Regions from separate parts of the Sus scrofa genome. Here region 2 is linked to region 1. The links are chromatin contacts, called in public HiChIP or PLAC-seq maps. All regions are on one chromosome and are shown on one strand. The core of a region is the stretch at or near the end of the contact, and the rest is flanking DNA. Distances in the headings are between cores, read along the strand shown.

Region 1 (6,829 bases), core at 4,043-6,542:
CAGATAGAAAAAGCCCACATCAGAGGTTAAACAATTTTCCCACGGTCATGTGGCCAGAAGTGACATGGAGCACAGAGGTGGGACCCCTCCCGGGCAATGGCCCCCATACCAACACGCGGTCCCGAGCACTGTCCTGTCTACGGGGCAGCCCTGCCCGGCGGCGGCATCCTGGCACCATCTCACCAGCATCCCGCTCTGGAGACGACTCTACGGAGCATCCCCCTAGTACTCCAAAGTCTCTGAATTCCAGTCTCACTCTTCACTGCACCCCCAAACTCACCCCTTTTAGATTCTCAGGATGGGTACCACCCACAACAGCCCCAGCTGGAGACGCCCCCTCCTCCTTCACCCCCACATAACAACCATCCCCAAAGCTCAGTCCTCACGACACGGAAAGGCCTTCCTTGAGCTCGCCTTCTATCAGGGGCCCGGCGACCGGCAAATAAGGGGCCTTTGATGGACACGGGGAGGGGGGGAGGAACCTTCCAGCTCCGCACACTGTGCTCTGTGACGACGACACACTGCCTCGCGATGGAGTTAACACTGTGGCCGATGCACGGGGGAAAAACCAAACCAAAACCACACCAAACACTTTCCAGCTCACTGAATTCTCTTTATATCATCAGGCTCTTAAAACCAATAAATTAAGAAAAAATAGTGTTAGGGGCTCATGACGAATTTTATCTGAAGCCACGGCTTCTATAGCTTTCCTTGATAAGAACAAGAATCTCGCAATTAATCACCCAATTAATTTCCAACCCTCCTTTATAAAATGAATCTCATCAGTGAAACCTAGGATGGGGCAAGACGACCACGGTGAGCCTTGCTACAAGCTCAAAAGCCAGCTGCAAAGAGCGTTAGGCTAAACACGGTTAGCAGGTCTGGGGCCGAAGCAGCGTCTAGGGGAGGCCGTCTTCAACCAGGAGCGGCCAGAAAATGTTCCCTAAAAACCACTCTAAGGGCCCACGCTATTAGAAAGCAACTGTGCCACTTTAAGGCGTCTTGATGACATCCACGTCTTATTAAAACAGCAAACCGATTCTTTTAAAAAGAACAATGGCAGGCTAAAAGCATTGCAAAATTAATCCAGTTATTGCCCTATAAAGAGGCAAGGACGTAACTATGTTTTAAAGGGTCCACAGGTTGTACCATGTTCAAACAGAGGATCCGTCCACGACGAAATCCTCAGCAGAACATCTCCCCATTAATTAGGCAATGAAAACAGCAGCCTCCCCAAATCAAGCAGGAACAAACAGGAAAGAAATGAATATACTTCTTGTAAGGAGGGAAAAAAAAAAAAAAAACCACGCACAAAGAAATTAAAGGCAATGCACTCCGCCCTCAATATAATCGGTTTCAACAGAAATAATTAGAGATCTTACTTGGGCTTGCATGGTTTCTGCACACCGCTCTAAGAAGCAGAGGGAGCCTCCTGACAGCGCCTGGGGGCAGGGCGCCCCAACTTCTCCTGTGCCCGTTTTGGGGTGGGAGTGCCACCTGGCCTGCCGTATAACGAGAGGCTGGAAAAGCAAGGTGCTTGGGAGAGCAGAGCAAGATGCTCCTTAGATGAGGTTGGGTGACAAGAAATAGCAAACAGTCCTGGGGGCGAGTTAGAGAAAGCGGGGGCGCCTCAGAAGTGGTGATGCCAGGCGAATGCCCAGTCACAGCCACACTCCCGGAGCTCGTCTCACACACATACACACACACACAGGCGTGGTGAACCCTCTGGAAAAGAGTCTTGTTTTTCCTTAAAATAAAGGTATCATCTCCCTATGATATAAAAAGAACTCTCTCTTGGGTAGATGCCCCAGTTAGAGCCTCAGTGTCACCCCAGACTCCCTTTTGGTCACCCCTCCCACCCACAGAGTCAAGTCTGTCTCCTCCACGCTGCTGACTCGGCCTGCGGCCTCGGCAGGCCCTGAGCTGGCTGGCAGCGTCACCCCTGGGTTCCGGCTGGGCCACGACACCCGTTTCCACCCCCGCCCCCCGGAGCTCCCGGACCGTGGTCCTCCGCCCCGTGGGCCCCCACCCACCACGAGGCCCCACGCTCCAGGATGGGGACTATTTTTACCCACTTTCAGGCCTGTCCCACTTCACTCGGAGCCTGGCACACGGCTGGGCCTTCAGCCACAATGACAACAGTATGAGCCGTAACAGCAGATATTCCAGACGTGTTCCCGCCGGGGGCTCACGCACCTTGTCTCGCCGCATCCCTTCAACAACTCTAGGAGATGGGTGCGAGGAGGCCCCCATCTCCCAGATGAGCACACTGAGGTTCAGAGGCTGAATTACTCGCCCGGGGACCCCAGCAAGTAAATGGGAGCCCTGTCTTTCTTTTCTTTTTTTTTTGCCATGCCCGAAGCATATGGAAGTTCCCAGGCCTGGGATTGAACCTGCCACAGCAATGACCCGAGCTGCTGCAACGACAATGCTGGATCTTTCACCTGCTGCACCACAAGAGAACTGCTGGGAATCTGGTCTTTTTTGGTTTTGTTTTTTTGTTTGTTTGTTTGTTTGTTTTTTTTGCTTTTTAGGGCCGTGCCTGTGCCACACAAAAGTTCCCACGCTAGGGCTTAAATCGCAGCTGCAGCTGCTGGCCACAGCCACAGCCACAGCCGTGTCAGATCCAAGCGGCATCTGCGACCTACACCACAGCTCATGGCAACGCTGGATCCTTAACCCACTGGGTGAGGGCAGGAATCAAACCTGCACCTTCACGGTTACTAGTCAGAATCATTTCCACTGAGCCACGACGGGAACTCCCTGGGACTCCCGTCTTAACTTCTGTTTTCCTGCTTAAAAATGCCTGGTGAATGGATTACTAAATACCAGAGCCTTTCAAAAAGAGTCTTTTCTTTTTTGGAGAGTTGAACAGTTTCCCATTGTTTTCAAATTAAAAAGTAATCACATTTAAATCAAACCTAACACCATCCAGAAATAAGGCACGCTAAGACTCTTGAATTATCTTCCTCTGGTCTTTTTTCCTGTGTACTTGTATCAGGCCTTTTGCATAAATAATAGGCATTTGCATATATTATGCCGTATATGTATGTATTCGTGTTGTTTATACATCTGCATATTTTTCTTCCATAAAATGAGGGTGATAGAGCATCTTCCCTTAGTTTATATCATAATCACTTCCCATGTTATTAAACAGTCTCAGAAAACAGTATCAGTTACATAATCACTCCGATGAATGAGTTTAACAGAAAGTAATAACTGTCCCTGTTTTGGACACCAGGCAGTTCCCATTTTTCAATATTATAAATAAGTCCCTGGTAAACATTCTTGTTCAGAAAGCTTTGGTCACCTTTCTAATTGTCTTCCTTGAGGGAGTGAAAAAAAACAAACGGGCTTGTTGGGTCAATGGAGGAGACCATGTTTAAGGCAAGTGTTTTCAGAAGTGTCTGAACAAACATGCGTTAGACCACTGCGCGGTTTTCTGAGGGAAAAGCTGATTTCATAATCCGTCTGATTTTTAAAGCTGATCGAGTCAGCAGCCATCTATTCTTCGATGAGTCAGGCCACAGTTTCGCATATCTGGTGCCATAAGCTGATAAGTTAGCTGGTGATAAATATAACCAGTATCTGCAAAGGCCATTCCCAATACAGAAATGGAAATGACCTAAGTGTCGAGGGCACAGCGTGACGGAGGCCCTGCCACCCTCCGTCAGCGGGCCACGGGCCGCACGGCGTGGAGGGACCCCGTGCACACGCTCCCCCTGCCCAACCTGCTCCTTCCTGTCTGCCTTTCCAAACAAGGCCTGGCAAGTCCCAGGCTGCTTCAGGGTGGAGGCTAAGTCCTGGCGCTTAGGTCTGTGGCACCTCGAGCCCCTGGGCAGCCACCACTCCAGGTCCAAGCCTTGGCCCCCACCCTCTGCTGTTCCCTCACGTGACTGCCCTTAGTGGGAAGGGCTCCAGGCCAACCCCTGCTCTTTGCCCCAGGGCAGGGGGCCTAGTGACTGGGCCCTCAGCTGGCTGCAGTAGCAAGGGCCACACCTGGGACGGGGCAGGCTGTCGGGAGGGCAGAGTAAGGGTGAAGCACCCGGCTGTGGGGGCAGAAGCCCAGCTCGGCCGTTGGCCAGCTCAGGGGCCTGGGCGCGTTCCTCAGTTTCCCTATCTGCGAAGTGGGCAGGATACTGTGCCCGCCTCACAGGGAGGTGTCAAGACTACGGAGGCGAAGAAACGGAAAAGGCTCGGCCCAGGGCAGGCATACAGCCCAGGGCGGCTGCCTTTATTACTGACAAGTGAGCTGTTCCTCCTCTCCTCCTCTTCCCCTTCACAGCAGCAGCAGGGGACCCACCAGGGAGAAGGGACCGAGTGGATCCCATGTCATCTTCTCCGTTCCTGGAACCTGCGCTGAAACAGCTCCCCAGTTACAATACTCCTTTGTGATCCATTCCTTACTTGGGGAGACTCCAGGCACTGGGCGCCGTGGAGCTGGGTCCTGCCCAGCAGAGAGTGTGGCGCACTGGGTATACAGACCTCTCGGCCGCACCTGTGGACAGCGTGTGGCCGGAAGGAAGCGATTCCGGAAGTCACTGTCCCTCTAGGCTGCAGCGTTACTGCGCTACAGTGGGGAAAGGGGGGCACCTGCCTCGCAAGGCTCTTTTGCACAAGGAATTAGATAATACAGCAAAGTGCCTCCCTAGAAGCTAGGCATTATGCCTGGCCGGTAACGAGGATGGTGCTAACAAAATAATTACAACTAGGAGTTCCCGTCATGGCACAGGGGTTAACAAATCCGACTAGGAACCATGAGCTTGCGGGTTCGATCCCTGGCCTTGCTCAGTGGGTTAAGGATCCGGCGTTGCTGTGAGCTGTGGTTTAGGTCACAGACGCGGCTCGGATCCCGCGTTGCTGTGGCTCTGGCGTAGGCTGTTGGCTGCAGCTCCGACTGGACCCCTGGCCTGGGAACCTCCATATGCCGCGGGAGCGGCCCTAGAAAAAGCAAAAAGACAAACAAACAAAAAAAAAAAACATTACAACTAGCATTTACTGAGCCCTTACTTAGAGTTACGTTTTGAAACGATGCTGACTTCACTGGTTAAGTTTTCCAGAACCGAGAACCTAACACATCAAGGATGTGCTGAACCTGAAGAGGAGGAAAGGCCCCGAGGAGTCAAGCTCTCATTCCCACATCGCAGAGAAGGGAGGAACGCCTTTTTATTTATTTATTTATTTTTTTTTATTTCCCAGGAGAAGACTCTTACAACTCAAGGCCGTGTGTCCACTTCAATCGTCCGTGTCGTGAGACACAACGGGCACGGTCAAGTTGGGCGGTGTTCTGGCACCAGCCCGGGCCCAGGCCTCGTGTCCAGCTGGCCCAGGCCTTGTCCACATTCGGCACACGACGTCAGCCTAGGACACCTCATTCTTTCACATTTAATAAACCAGCTTAAGACATCGTTACTCACCACCTCGGTGAGTTCATTGTGAAACCCCGAAGGCGGAGAGGGGACCCTCGCATTTCTTACTAAAAGAGAAGCAGCTTCTAACTCTCATCGGCTAAAACGCGAACTGCTGCAAGTATCTACGCCGTTCCCATACCCGCTCTCTTTATGATGTTATAGACAAGAAGGCCGAAAACAGAGACACAAGAAAAGTTTTCTTCTTCTAATAAGCACCTTTCCACAAGAAGCTACCAATTACGAAAACCAGAAATGCACTTAAATGCTTCTGACTGCACCAAGCAGAATGTCAGCCGCTTGTATTTATTGCTTATTTGAAAGGGAGGGAGGGAGAGCAGAGTAAAATTTCCTTTTTCTTCTCTAACGAGATGAGTCACAATTTCCAAACATCAATCAATCAGTGAGTCAGAGGCGGGGAGAAGAGGAAATGACCGGAACCCCCGCCCCCCGACTGTGAACGCCCCCAGAACCACAGCCAGCCAGGGACTCCCAGGTGCCGACTCAACGTCCCCAGGTCCCAGCACGCGGGGACCAGGCGCCTCGGGTGAAACCCGCGAGTCAGGCCCCAAGCCTGGGGTTCTTTGCTCATTCACTGAGCTATTCCATATCATTCTGGGGTGCCCCGTGCGTGCTGGGAATACAGGGGTGAGGGAGGCGTCCCCATGCAGGCGGTATCCCACACACGAAGTGCTCTGCTCAGGGATGCAGACAGGACGGAGGCGCAGAGGAGGAAAACCCTGCGGGTGGGGCCGGGAGGCTCCAAACATGCCTCCAAGACAGGGGACACCCGAGCTGAGTCATGAGGGACCAGAAGTTAGGGAAGAGGCGGGAGGCAGCAAGAGAAGGGACCTGCTCCAGACGGAAGGATTCCTGTGCAAACGCATGGGCTTGGAGAAAGGGTGCTGTGGCCCAGGCCCGACAGGGAGCTCACCTGGACCACAGAACTGCTAGTGAGGGAGAGATCCTGGCCAGAGACCAGCTCTCGAAGGGCCTTCCATCCCTGCTAATGTTGGCTTTGCTCCTGAACCGTGTTTGTGCTTCTGGAGCAGGGCCGGCCGGGGGGGTGGGGGGCTCTCACATGCTAGCTGGTGGGGAGGGCTGGTTAGGATGCAGACTGCAGCCCCTCGCCCTGCCTCGAGTTCCCAGTCCATCAGGTCTGGAGTGGGCCCAGGTGGTGTGATGTTGCTGGTCCTAAGAGCAGGGCTCAGCGCACCCAATCCGGCCTGTTTTACGTTTCTACATAAAATATTACTGGAGCGTGTCCATCACTGAGGTATTAGCTATAGTGACTTTACAGCAGAGCTGAAACCACAAAGCCTAAAGTATTTTACCATCTGGCTCTTATTTTTATTTATTTATTTTTGCTTTTTAGGGCCGCACCCGTGGCACATTGGAAGTTCCCAGGCTACAAGGTCGAA
Region 2 (6,425 bases), core at 1,323-3,822, 220 kb before region 1:
GAACAACAACACACTCCTGATACGTACTTAAATGATCAACCTAATAATAAATAGAAGAGGATAGAATTTCTTTTTTTTTTTTTTCCCCTCAAGGAAACATCCTTTTATAATTACCCTCTCGCACGCTGGCGGGTCAGTAGCAGTCAATCCATCTCAACGAGGAACGCTAAGGGCTGGAAGGGGATGGCGGTGGTCTTGCCCTCGGGAGGGTTCTCAGCGGCTGGGTCGCAGACTGCCCCTCCCTGCCCACCTGCCACCCAGCCAGCAGTTCTGGGGGGCGCCCGTGGGCCCTACACACGGAGCCTGGGGGTCAGCAAGAGGCAGGCTGAGATGCGTGGCGGCGGCGGCGGCGGTGGCGACGGTGGCGGCGGGCGGGGGTGGGGGGGAGGCGGTGGAGGGAGGCCTGTTTTCCCATCAGTTCGTGAACAAACGGAACTACAGTGAACAAACTCATTCTACGCATCCACAACCTGAATCGTCCTGGTCTAAAGCTTACTTTGAGTTCATTTGGTGTGCAATACATTATCTCTTAAAAAGAAGGAAAATGATTTCTATTGCACAGAGCTTTTACACATAATCCTCTATTTAAGTGCTTTCTGTTTAAAGCAAACTACGAACAAAGGAAAAAAGAAGCGGGGGGGGGGGGGCGGGAGGAGAAAAAATGAAAAAGGAGAAGAAAGGAAGCATAAAACAAAAGCAGCCCCGTGCCACTTCAATGCATCTTGCTGACTGGCGTCTGGTTTCACCAGCGGAAGCCCCAATGCTTCTGTACACACTGTGCTTCTGATTATTTTCCATAGGGATGTAGCCGTGACATTGGGATATAAGGCACCTTTCCTTTCTGATCACAGAAAGCTTGATACATAGCATATAGCACATTTTGTGGTAGAAATTAAAGCCTAAACACTACAGAAATTACAGTCACGCAGCCTATGCATTTTAACATTATTGGATAAACTAAAATGATCCAGGAAAAGCAACTCAAAGGTATTTTAAACGTTTAATAACGGGGATGGGGAAGTGGACATTTATGCCTAGCCTAATGTCTTTAAAAAAATTTTTTTTTAAGTTTAAAATTTTTTTTTTTTTTTTATAGGTTCTTCACCTGCCATGCCCAACTTTTAAAGTTAGCATTCTGGAGGAGACTAGGCGCTTTGGAAATGTCTTGTTAAAGCTAAATGTCACTTCATCCAAAAATGAAAACAGGGAGGAGGCCACTGTCAGTGCGTACGTCTCTTTGGAGGGGAGGTGGGGATGGAGGCGGGTGGTCGGGCCTGGGCCGGTGGGGGCAGGTCCGGCCAGGGGACCCACAGGGAGGTGGGCGGAAATCCTATTTCCTTCTCCCTGACCAGGGGTGAGGTCCCCGGGCTGCCGGGGCTGCCAGAGTAGGGCAGACTCTGGGGCAGGGCTCATTTCATGCTCGGCCCGCCGCGCCCCGCACCCCTCCTCTGCCACCTCCAGCCTCCGTGCAACCCGAGTGCTCTGGCCTCGGCGCTCAGTACATCTCTCAAGAGTCTCGCAGGCTGGACCTTCTCAGCACTCTAACTGGGAACTTGCTTTCCCTTCTTGTCCCGGTAGTTTTCATCTACGAAAAGGCAGAAACGGACGGGCATGGTAGTGGGAGAGGGGCCCATCCCCTTAGCAAGCAGGTATGCTGGCCAGGCCGACAGTCAGCGCACTGGGGACTAGACATACATCACGTCGGGATCCCAGGCCAGCTCTTACTGCTTGCGACAGGAGCTGGACTGGGTTCAAGAAGGCTCCCCGCGCGCCATCAAGGCCCAAGCGGCACGATTTCCACACGCGGGGTCCTTCCCGATTCCTCTCATTTGGACACCAGCGTGGGTGGCCCCACATCCACCCAGCAGCCCCGGGAGCTGCTCTTCTTCGGCTCGGTGTGGAAAGCGGCCTATATAGTTTTAGGGAGAAAGGGTCACGTGACCAAAGACCATACATGTGGGCTGGAGAAGGCCGGATCCTCTCCTGTCCCTGGGATGCTTCTCACAGAAGGGCTGAAATGACAACGTCCCAGGGCCAGAGATGACAGAGTCCCCCCCGTGCCGGGAAGGAATCCCAGGGAAGTGTCCTCAGAGGGCCGCCGAGGGGCAGCCCAGGGCAGGGAGAGGGCTGTGACGGACCGAAACAGCTGGACAGGAATGGCCAGAGGGCACAGGCAGGCCCAAGGCGAGACGCTCCGAGGCGCGAGGCCGCGCCTGCCTGCAAAGGAAACAGCTGTGAGAGTTTCAGGAACAGGTGGAAGCCAAGAGAAAAGTCCGTGGGCCTCGCGGGGCACAGCTGTGTCACAAAAAAGGGAAGCCACCTGCCCACCAGGCCAAGAGATGCTCACAGACACCAGGCTTCTAGATTTTTCGCTTCCCCAATCTCACTTGCCTGACAGCTCTGGGGGGCGAGGGGTAAGGTCTCGCGGGAGCATGCTCAGTGAGGTAGAAGGGGACAGATGAGGATGACACCCGGGGGGGAGCCGAACGCCCAGCCTGAAGGGGTGCGGCTACCAGCCCACCACGCTCGCCACGCATGCACGCCGGGACCTCGCCTGCTCCGTCTCCCGCCAGCTGGCTCGCTGGCCTCAGAGGGCAGCGGCTTGCGCCGGCTAAGGGCAGAGTCTTGTTTTTAGAGCCAGTCCAGAGGTGCCTGCCAAAGTGCATTTAAGGTGAAGGCTGTTGTCCCCCAGCTCAAGACCTACAGCCCCTGTCACTGTCTCACTTTGTGCTAATCCCAGAAGGACATGTGTTCTGTTCCCCTGGCTCCTCTGCTGTTTGCAGGGAGGTCTGTTCTACAGTCAGAGGAATGAAAAACATTGCATAGAAAGTCAATAGAGTTCGCTGATCACCCCTGCGTGAAAGGAGGTGAGTTCAGGGGGGACAGAGACGTCTGGTCCCACGTGAGCCAGGAAGGTACCTGCCTGCAGATGGGACCGTCTGGGGACTCTCAGCTCAATCTCTTAGGACAGGACTGCTGGGTGACCTTAGGGTAGTCAGATGCCAGAGCGTGCGTAAAACCTGTCCTGCGCTTGGCCTGCTCCGGGCTGCAGGGCTGGTGTGGCCCCGGGTGGGGGAGGCCTTTGGGTGTTTCCTTCCTCCTGGGGCTGCTGGCTGGGCCTGGGAGGGTCTCTCACTGCTGGCGGCAGGGGGCACAGAGGAACATGTCCCCCAAAGCCCTGCTGTACTCTGGATCTGGACCACCGACCAGCATGTCTGGCTTTTCAATGGGGGAGAAAAACGAAGCTGCGCACAGGAGGGCGATGAGCAGGGAGGCACCTGTGCGTTGGAAGTGTAGGGAAACGGTTCGAGAGAGGTCATGGCTGGTTAGCCTGCGGCCTCAGTCACTTTCCCAGACTTGGTGGCCCTGGCCTGAGAGCAGTCACACGAGTCAAGATCCTGCCATTTCCTGGAGCTTCCTTCCAAATCTGCCGACCCTGAGCCACCGTGTCTCGTGATGTGCTTCAGCGGGGTGGGCTCGGCGAAACACCGAGCGGAGCTACAGGGCTGTGATAATCCTTGCTAAACAAGGGCGCGCTGGTAGGCAGACATCACAGACATCTCGACCCAGAAGTTCAAGGGGAGAGGTCCTCTGGGAGCCAGGTGGCACGAGTGAGCGGGCGCGGGTCTAGGACAGAACCCACACCCCTTCCATCTGAGACGCCCCGTGGGGACGTGAGCAGGAGCCAAGGGTCAAGAGGCTGAAGGCGGACACTCGCTGCACGCTGAACCTCCACTGAGCCGGCTAAGCAATGGCAAAAACCTGAAGTTAGGAACACTGCCTCCAATTAACCAAAAGAAGCCATTTAAGATGGTTATAATGGAGCTTGTAATTAAGTGTTAGTGTTTTCTACGGAACCGTTTTCCCCAGGGGAGAGGTACAAATCAGCTTTTTAAACTGGTGGAGCGTAAAGAGGAAGGGGGCAGCTGCCTGTGGGAGCTACTGCTTGGAACGCCAGCCAGCTGAAGGTAAACCCCGCGGAGAGGACGCTGTTCAAGGCACTTGAATATTGCTTATCAAGATGAAAGATCAACCCTTGGACTCAAGCTGAGGGGCACAAAGAGGAGGGGCCCGCTCCCCCCTCCAGGTTCCTGTTAGTTAGTGGCAGCTCTTCAGAGTATGACAGATAGCGATAGATAGCTTAACACAAGAGATCATAGGGTTGGGATCGCCATTAAAAAAAAAAAATAAATAGAGAAAAAATACGAACATGGAACTGCAAGCAAACTTGAACCAACTGATTGTATCGAGCACCCAGATGTTACGTCTGGCCACAGAGATAGAATGGAAATCAACAGTACCCTAGTTAAAGAAACCGAAACCAACAAAAATGACGAAACTGCCTGGAAGAGCCAAGGCGGCTGTTTTAGACGTTACTATTTGGCCACTAGGATGGACAGATTTAGACTTTTTCAATTTCCTCCGATTTAACACCTTAGTAAATAACAGTCATGCCTTTCAAACGAAAACGCTACCCTAGTCTGCCCTGCTAGCGCCCTGCTTTGCGTCTAATGAAAGCCAGGTATTTGGAGATTCATCACACGCGATGACCACACATTCCTCCTCGAGGTTCTCGTGGAGAGGACACCACAGTCCTGCCAGGGGCTCTGCTACTCACTGTCCTGAGGGGCACAAATGCCAACTCTGCTCAGTGCACCTGAATTCAGCCAGATGTGAATCCGGTTTCCCCTTAAGCTCCTCCGTTTTGAATTCTCTGCTCACTGAACCAGATTTCAAGTTCAGAGGTGATATGCAACCATCAAAAGACAAACGGCCTGCCTCCCAGCCTCCTAGAGCCTTCTGAAAACTTCTCATTCATGAAAAGGCATTGTCTTTAGTGTAGTGACTCTTAAGTTTGTGAAAACTTGAACTAAGTGCTGCAGTCGCAGGTTAAAAAGACTGTAAATGAAATACATAATTTCTAAAACATCATGCAAGAAATGTGGTTTCACATCTTACAAAGTCCTACAAGTTAATTAATACAAGCACACTGAGGTGTAATAGCGGGAGCATACCTTTAAAATTAGAACTCCCTCCCACCCCCCCAAATCAAAAAAAAGGTAATATTAATTAAACTTAAGAAATAATGAATGCACCATTAAAATGTCATCCAAAGATGTTGACCTAAGACAAAGGTTTCAATGATACACAATACGGTCAAAAAGTTTTCAATCAGTAATATACAGTATGACAACTACATCTTGTAAATTATACCCAATACTGCCGGCAGTCTATCCCTCTAAAGAATATTTGCCCCTTTCATCCCTTCCTAACAATCAGATAATAAAATACAGCACCTATAAATAAGCAAAAAAAAATATATATATATACCGAAATCATCTATTGTTAGTTTAAAGATATGGCAATAAAGGAGTCTAAATTAGCAAACTTGTAGAAGCCATAACTGATAAAACAGCTTATTGAAAAAAGGTGGCAGTAATGCACTCTATGTGTGCACAGGTACTTAAGAAAATACACAGACGTATAAAATTGCACACACGCACACACGCACACTCTCATCCACCTCTGTTCTCACGCATATACACATAGACGACAGGAGGAATCAGAGACAAGTTAGACTTTTGATTTGTACTTCGACTGCCCTAAACTGTGCAGAAAAGAACGTTCCAAGAGGCGAAATGGATGGAGGGCCAATGGTCTAGTCTGGAAGGGAAGAGCATCGACGTTTTGGTGTGAGTTTGGGCATCTCTACGGGGGTGGGAGCCGAGCCCAGACTGCCACGTTCTCTCTTCTGCAGGGAAGGAAGGAGGCTTCCCACGACGTCAACAGTCATCAGTGCTTGTGGTGGGAAGAAAGGGAGAGAGAGAGAGAGGGAGAGGGAGAGAGAGAGAGAGAGTGCTCGTGAGCCCTGCCCAGGCCCAGGGAGTGGCGTCCCCTGGTGGGGCTCAGTCCATCAGGCGCCCGGGAGAGTGGTGTGAGGTGTGGTGCCTTCTGTGTCACGGAAAGACTGCTGCCTACGAGGGGCGAGGGGCGGGCCCCAGAAATGCCTGCGGCGACCTTCGCGGCCTACTCTTTCCTCCTTCCTTTCAACGCTCGCACGTGTGCAGACACACTAACACAGACGTAAGACACCATAAATTAAACAAAATGAACGGGTACATGCTACAGTTCTAACTTGTCTCCTACACCTCCGAGATATGAGGTCTGATCAGCGTGCTCTGCGGTTAGAGGTTAAAAAGCAGATTATAAAATACCTAGATTCGGATCTTTCCTTTTTGTCCTGATTTGGCCTAGAATGGAGTGTATTAAACAAACCCTGGTCAGCAAAAGCCCAGAGTCAGTTAAAGCTATGGATCAATGTGCACTACATGTCAGGAGTCTATTCACGTACAAGAAAACACTACGTCAGCTACCACAAAATCAGATATTTTCCTGATGTGACTTTTCTTTTTTGTTAAAAAATA

The links. HiChIP or PLAC-seq counts read pairs in DNA pulled down with a chosen protein or histone mark.
Region 2: a contact with region 1 is called in an H3K27ac HiChIP or PLAC-seq map of skeletal muscle, with 2.9 times the contacts expected there. The contact joins two enhancer-like sites.

Annotation. Positions count from the first base shown.
Region 1 is chr3:9,422,969-9,429,797 of Sscrofa11.1, reverse strand. All of the region lies in intron 2 of CUX1 (protein CASP), which reads right to left. Among named protein-coding and RNA genes, the nearest start is that of CUX1, 110 kb to the right of the region's middle. Within about 2 kb of position 5,292, at least 13 of the 83 cell types and tissues checked have an H3K27ac peak or open chromatin away from gene starts, as enhancers often do. A contact at or near this core is called in skeletal muscle, where this site is marked.
Region 2 is chr3:9,645,153-9,651,577 of Sscrofa11.1, reverse strand. The region is part of intron 14 of CUX1 (protein CASP); the gene reads right to left. LOC110259891 (a long non-coding RNA gene) reads left to right here. Exons shown (of 2, transcript XR_002342310.1): 2 at 1-4,239. Among named protein-coding and RNA genes, the nearest start is that of SH2B2, 22 kb to the left of the region's middle. Within about 2 kb of position 2,572, at least 5 of the 83 cell types and tissues checked have an H3K27ac peak or open chromatin away from gene starts, as enhancers often do. A contact at or near this core is called in skeletal muscle, where this site is marked.